2 separate regions of the Gossypium hirsutum genome follow, and region 2 is linked to region 1. A link is a contact called in public Hi-C data. All regions are on one chromosome and are shown on one strand. The core of a region is the stretch at or near the end of the contact, and the rest is flanking DNA. Distances in the headings are between cores, read along the strand shown. Region 1 holds the start of LOC107954667 (GTP-binding protein SAR1). Region 2 has its middle 16 kb from the start of LOC121219069.

Evidence for each region. Hi-C and Micro-C count contacts between places; a contact is called where the count stands out from the background.
Region 2: a contact with region 1 is called in a Hi-C map of leaf, with 2.0 times the contacts expected there. The contact joins the enhancer-like site here to the promoter of LOC107954667 in region 1. A contact is called at or near these places in 2 of 34 Hi-C or Micro-C datasets (both in leaf).

Annotation. Positions count from the first base shown.
Region 1 is chrD07:36,391,130-36,393,988 of Gossypium_hirsutum_v2.1, forward strand. It overlaps LOC107954667 (GTP-binding protein SAR1), which reads left to right and starts at 1,408. Exons shown (of 6, transcript XM_041096591.1): 1 at 1,408-1,874. It overlaps LOC107954669 (a long non-coding RNA gene), which reads right to left and starts at 1,413. Exons shown (of 2, transcript XR_005915658.1): 1 at 1,053-1,413.
Region 2 is chrD07:36,638,392-36,641,250 of Gossypium_hirsutum_v2.1, forward strand. It overlaps the pseudogene LOC107956167. Among protein-coding and RNA genes, the nearest start is that of LOC121219069, 16 kb to the left of the region's middle. Within about 2 kb of position 1,515, at least 7 of the 9 cell types and tissues checked have an H3K27ac peak or open chromatin away from gene starts, as enhancers often do. A contact at or near this core is called in leaf, where this site is marked.

The DNA.
Region 1 (2,859 bases), core at 158-2,657:
CCTCTAAATCCCCTGTCATAGAGTTTGCCTTTATCTATAAAATCACCAAAAAAAGAAAAGAACATTTTTGTCCTCTCACATGACCGCCTTTTTTATCATTCGAAGAGAGAATGGCGTTAAAATCTCCAATGGCTAACCATGTAGAATGTCTAAGCGGGATAAACAGACTCAGATCCCTCCAAATAAATTTCTTTTTTTGTCCATCGAGACTTCCATACACAAAAGCAATAAAGATCAAATGTGGTTGGATAATGGAGCAAATGTGAACTAGGATGAATTGAGGATGATTTTTAATCACTTTCAAATCGATAGATTCTCTCAATCCTAACCAAATACCACTCGAAAAGCCAATCGCTTCCACTCGATGAGATTTTGCCAAATTCAAACTAGCAATGATAGCGTTGGCTTTAACCCTACTAACTTTTGGCTCAAGAAGACTGACTATGTCCGATTGATATTGTTTACGGTACTCACAAAGTACTTGCGGGAATTTTACATTCGTACACCCTTGTACATTCCAAGATAAAATAGATAAATCCATATTAAAAAGAAAAGAAAAAAAACTTATCTTACTATCGACCAGAGGCAACAATATCTGGCTTCTCCCCCTCTTTCATTGACATATCCATAGTAGATTGCCCGCTTAAATCTGATGAGATGAGTTCCGCTGTTGTCTTCATCGATTTAGCGAAAGAAACACAAGAACTACCAGAAGCCTTGAATCGGTTACCCAAGCCCTTTAGATTTTATTTATTTTCCACCCTCCTTTTGAACTGAGAGTTTTGACTTCGCTCTCCTTAAATTTACTTAAAGGCAATTGATTTCTAGAAGTAGTTGAACTGCTCCCAACCGTCTTCCTAGAAAAATTATGTTGGGTGTTGTCCTTAAAGATTACGGCGGTATGATTATTGGCATCCAAAATACCCTCATTGGGTTGAAATGCAGTGAATGCTCTTTTTTAAATTGATTTGATTTTGAGAGAGCCATGTCCACACCACCTGTATAAAAATCAGCTAAAACAATTGAAGAAGAAGACAAGGGAACGAGTTTACCTGAAACAAATGGTTGGTAGGCCTTCACAACGTTGTCTAAAGACACACAGTCTTCTTCTGTGGGATCCATGCCACCTGAAATAGATGGCTGGTGGGCCTTCGCAACATTGTCCAAAGACACGCAGTCTCCTCCTGTGGGGTTTGATGAATTCATGCCAATTAAATCTTTGATACTCGAAACACTAAATGGCCCAATGTCGTAGCCCTTTCCCGTGACAGGCTTTGCTAATAGGTTAACCGAATGGTCCAGTCCAGCAATGCACCCAGAATTCTTTTGGTGCTTTAACTGATTTTTGTATTTGGGCTTCCTAACCTATCCAAAATTAATATCCCCCACCCTCTGTTTCGTGTATTCTTTGCTTTCACCTACAACAACATGAAATTGTCTTGTTGAAGGGTTTTCAAAATTTTCAGTCAAAATCCCTTTCCCATGCCTTTTTAAAATTGGTGTAGATTCCTTTTCAATACTTTCTTCTGTGATTTTAGCCTCTAGACTAGCCAAAGATTGAAATCATGATCCCATAGTTTTTTCTTCTAGTCTGGACTTTCCAATTTTGTCATATTCCTGAAGAGTGCATCTAGATCTTCTCTCTTCCAACATCCAAGGGCCAAAATCCCCTTCTCCAGCCACCGTATTTTTTGATTAATTCCGGTCATTGGGTCCATTACCTTTGATAAGCCAGAAGGGAGTGAAGTATGAGGACAAGACTCATTGTTGTACCCATAACGTCCACAAAAGAAGCACATCACCAGTAGGCTTTCGTACTCAACTCTTTGAAGATTTCCATTGATTAGTACTTTTGAGATCAAAGGCTTACCGAGGTTTACATAAACTGCCATACACGCGTATCGTACCCTTACTTTACTATCTATATTAAAGTCTAACTTAGGGCTAGTTTGGATGGGCGGTGTGTTTGCCTCCGGTGAGGTTAAAAACAACGGTGGTGGTGAGATTAGTTACTATAGCGGTGAGATTGGATACTGTAGCGATGACATTAAAAACAGTGGTGGTGTGTGTGTTTGGATTCAAACGCAGTTGTAGCGGCGAGGTGAGAATAAAAATGACTATTAAGGACATCATATTAGAATTGATATATAATAGAAGTTTTTTAAATTATTTAAATTTGTTAAAATTATTAAAATATGTGAATTTATAAATTCATTTAATAAAATATTAAAATATATCTTTCAATATTTTAATGAATTATATAATTATATAATTAATTTAAATTATTTATTAGATAAAATGATAATTATTTTTAATTTTTTATAGTTAAATATTTTTTTATAACAATGTTAAATATTATTTTTACAAATAGTAACATTATACTTAGATCAAATTTTAAAGTATCTAAACGGATAAATTTTAATAAAAAAATAGTAACATAAGACATAACAAGTTTCATTATTACTAGAAATTAGGTTATGATACAAAATATTTTTACAAATATGGATTCATTAAACTAGTTACAATGGTTTCCCTTAACATTGTGATTTCAAGGTCACTTTCTCTATTAGAAGAACTCGATTCACCTCTGTCAAACTGGCTTGAAAAGACTGACATGTCGGGTATATTCTCAAATTCTCGAAAATCCTCATCATTTGACGAAGCATGTCTTCGAATGTAATTATGCAAAACCATTGTTGCAATAACTATTAAAACTAGTTCGCTTCTTTCTTTGTTTAATTCTCTTTCTTTTTTTTTCTGATACTTTTTTTTCTGATTATTTGAAATTCAATGTGATTTTAATATAGGAGCAAGGCAGTTTTTCATTTATTCTTCTTTTTCTGTTATATTTTTGTGAAT
Region 2 (2,859 bases), core at 265-2,764, 250 kb after region 1:
AATTATGCACTTCAATTAAATCCTTTATCATCTAAAACTCATATTTACCCACTTTTGCAATTAAACCCTAATATGCAATTCAAACATGCAATCGCTAAAATTTCTTATCAGTATTCTAACACATGCATCCAATCAATCGGAAAATCATAAAAATTAATCACAATAAACTCTTCTATCTCAGATTCGTGATTTCGCAACCATTGTTCAATTTAGGCCCTATTTCGGGATGTTACATAAGGGCTTAGGGTTTATGGTTTAGTGTTTAGGGTCTGATTTTAAACAAAACGGCGCCGTTTTGCTCCCTGTATTCTCACCCATCAGCCAAGTGGCCATCATGTATTCTTTTCGACAACTCATACACTCTTTCATCCTCTTCTATTTATTATTTAACTAGTTTCTATATATTAATTAAAATACAATTTATTTTTAATTTAATATTTAAAATCTTCACAAAAAATTAATGATACATAGAAAAAAAGTTGAAAGTAAAAACATAGAAAAATATATGTTAAAAATGAAAAAAATTAAAATACTATTATTTAAAATAATTTTAAAGTGTTTTGGGTATATGACTGATTAAGTTTTTTAATTTATATATTAAATAATTTATTATATAATTTTAAAAGAGATAATATGAATTTTAATATATTAAAATTATCATTATATTTTTTAAAAACTTTTTTTTTCATATTTTGTTTTTGTTTTCCTACATAAAAAATTATATAAAAATTTTAAAATTTATCTAATTCTTTTAAATATTACTTAAATTTTCAAAAATTATTTATTTAAAATTGACATGAATTATATAATATTTAAATATAAAATTTTAAAAAAAGTCAATCATTAGTGGCGTTTATGAGAAAAATGCCGCAAAAGAAGCAATAGCGGCGTTTGGACCAAAAACGCCGCAACTAGGTATTAACAATTTTCAAAACAGCGCTGTTTCACTACAGGAATTTAATTTTTTAGTGGCATTTTTGCTGAAAAACTGCAAAATCCATCATCAATTGTACAGGCTTATTTGACAGTATAGTAAGGACGGCCAGTATGGTGTCAAGACCGACTATCGAGTAGCAGTGAACTTAGCTACCATGGTGCATCTTTATGTTGTGGAGTGGCCGTTGCCGTGCCTTTGGAATTGTAAGGTCCCTCAGAAGGTCAAAGACTTTATTTGGAAAAGCCTTCTAGATTCTTGTCGATTCACATTACATCTATACAATAATTCACGTATATGTCATTAGTAAAATGATAATTATGAATTTTTATATTTATTTAAAATGATTTGATAAATAATATAAATTCAATAATTAAAAAACATAAAATTAAATGAATGATCAAATTTGAGTGACAAAAAGGTCATCCTAAAAGAAAAAATATCTTCCCAATTAAATACTGAAATGCTGCGTTTCTGAAAGGACCTATAAGCGACATCGTTTCGGGGTAAACATCCTCTATATAACCTTAGCATGATATTTCAACAAAAATAATTAAAATTAAACCAATGAAAGAAATCCCTAGAAGCCTAGAGAAAAGGGGGGAAAATGAGGCCGATGCCGATGGAATTCATGACAGACCCAAACGACCAAGGGTCAGCCATGAAAGTTGACGATGTTGACACACTGGAGATCTTCGACGAAGGCGTCATCGCTTTCGACAACAAGCTCGCAGATGCTGATTTCTTCAAAAACTTCGAAGACAATTTTGATGACTCTGATATCGACTGAAAAAACAAAGAAGGATCGTTTCAAGTACTCATCTATCTTTTTTTTCCCTTTTTACTTTCGCTTTTTAGGGTCTGAAATTTATTAAAACTTTGTTCAATTTAGTCGAATCTGAACTGTAATATGGATGCTTATCTGTATGCAAATCAAAATAGTGTAGTTTATAAGTTTAAATCGGTATAAATAAATATAATTTTCCTTTTAGCTCATTTCTCTTTTACTTTTTTTCTTTAAAAAATTAGTAAATACTTCAAGAAAGAAGCAACGATGTTTTTGCTGAAATATAAACAAGCCTCTATTGTCCAATGCGAGTTCGAACAATTAATTTTCAGTATGGTGCTCTTGGCTTTGCTTAAATCTCTTATAACCATGCAAGATTTGTCTATACAATACTGTCAAAGTTTAATATAAGCAAGTTAGAAAGGAATCAAGAAAGGGAGCACTTCATCTAGGAGACAAACAAGCTTTGGCTTTTTGTAAGTCTCTATCCCTTGTATATGGTTGTTGCTTTCTTGAAGTATTTACTAATTTAAAAGAATCAGGAAATCCATTTTCTGGAAGTTGTTTATATTTCATGTGAATTTGGGTAGTAGAGTATTCATCCTCTCAAACTTATTACACACTCTCTCCCTCTATATCAAAATTATACTTAAATTAAAAATTGTGGTTTTTAAATATATATATAGGGAGAAATCCACTTATAATATTCTAAAATTAGAGTAGTTTTACACACTTTAATATTTTTTGTACAATTAATATTTTAATAATTCAACGATCATATTTCACACTTCATTTATATAGATCATGCATGTCAAGTTTGGAGTAAATTAAAAACTTTTAACTATTTGTTTTATATAAAAAAATTCCACCATACGAAATTAAAAAAAATTCGAGATGAAGAATGGGGAGATTGTACGGGCTAGGAATGTGTATGAACGTGCGGTGGAGAAGCTGGCGGATGAAGAAGATGCAGAGCAGTTATTCGTTGCATTCACCGAATTTGAGGAACGGTGTAAGGAAACGGAACGAGCTCATTGTATTTACAAGTTTCCTCTCAATCTTATACCTAAAGGTAGTGTAGAGGATTTTTATAGAAAGTTTGCGGCTTTTGAGAAGTAATATGGAGAAAAGGAAGGGA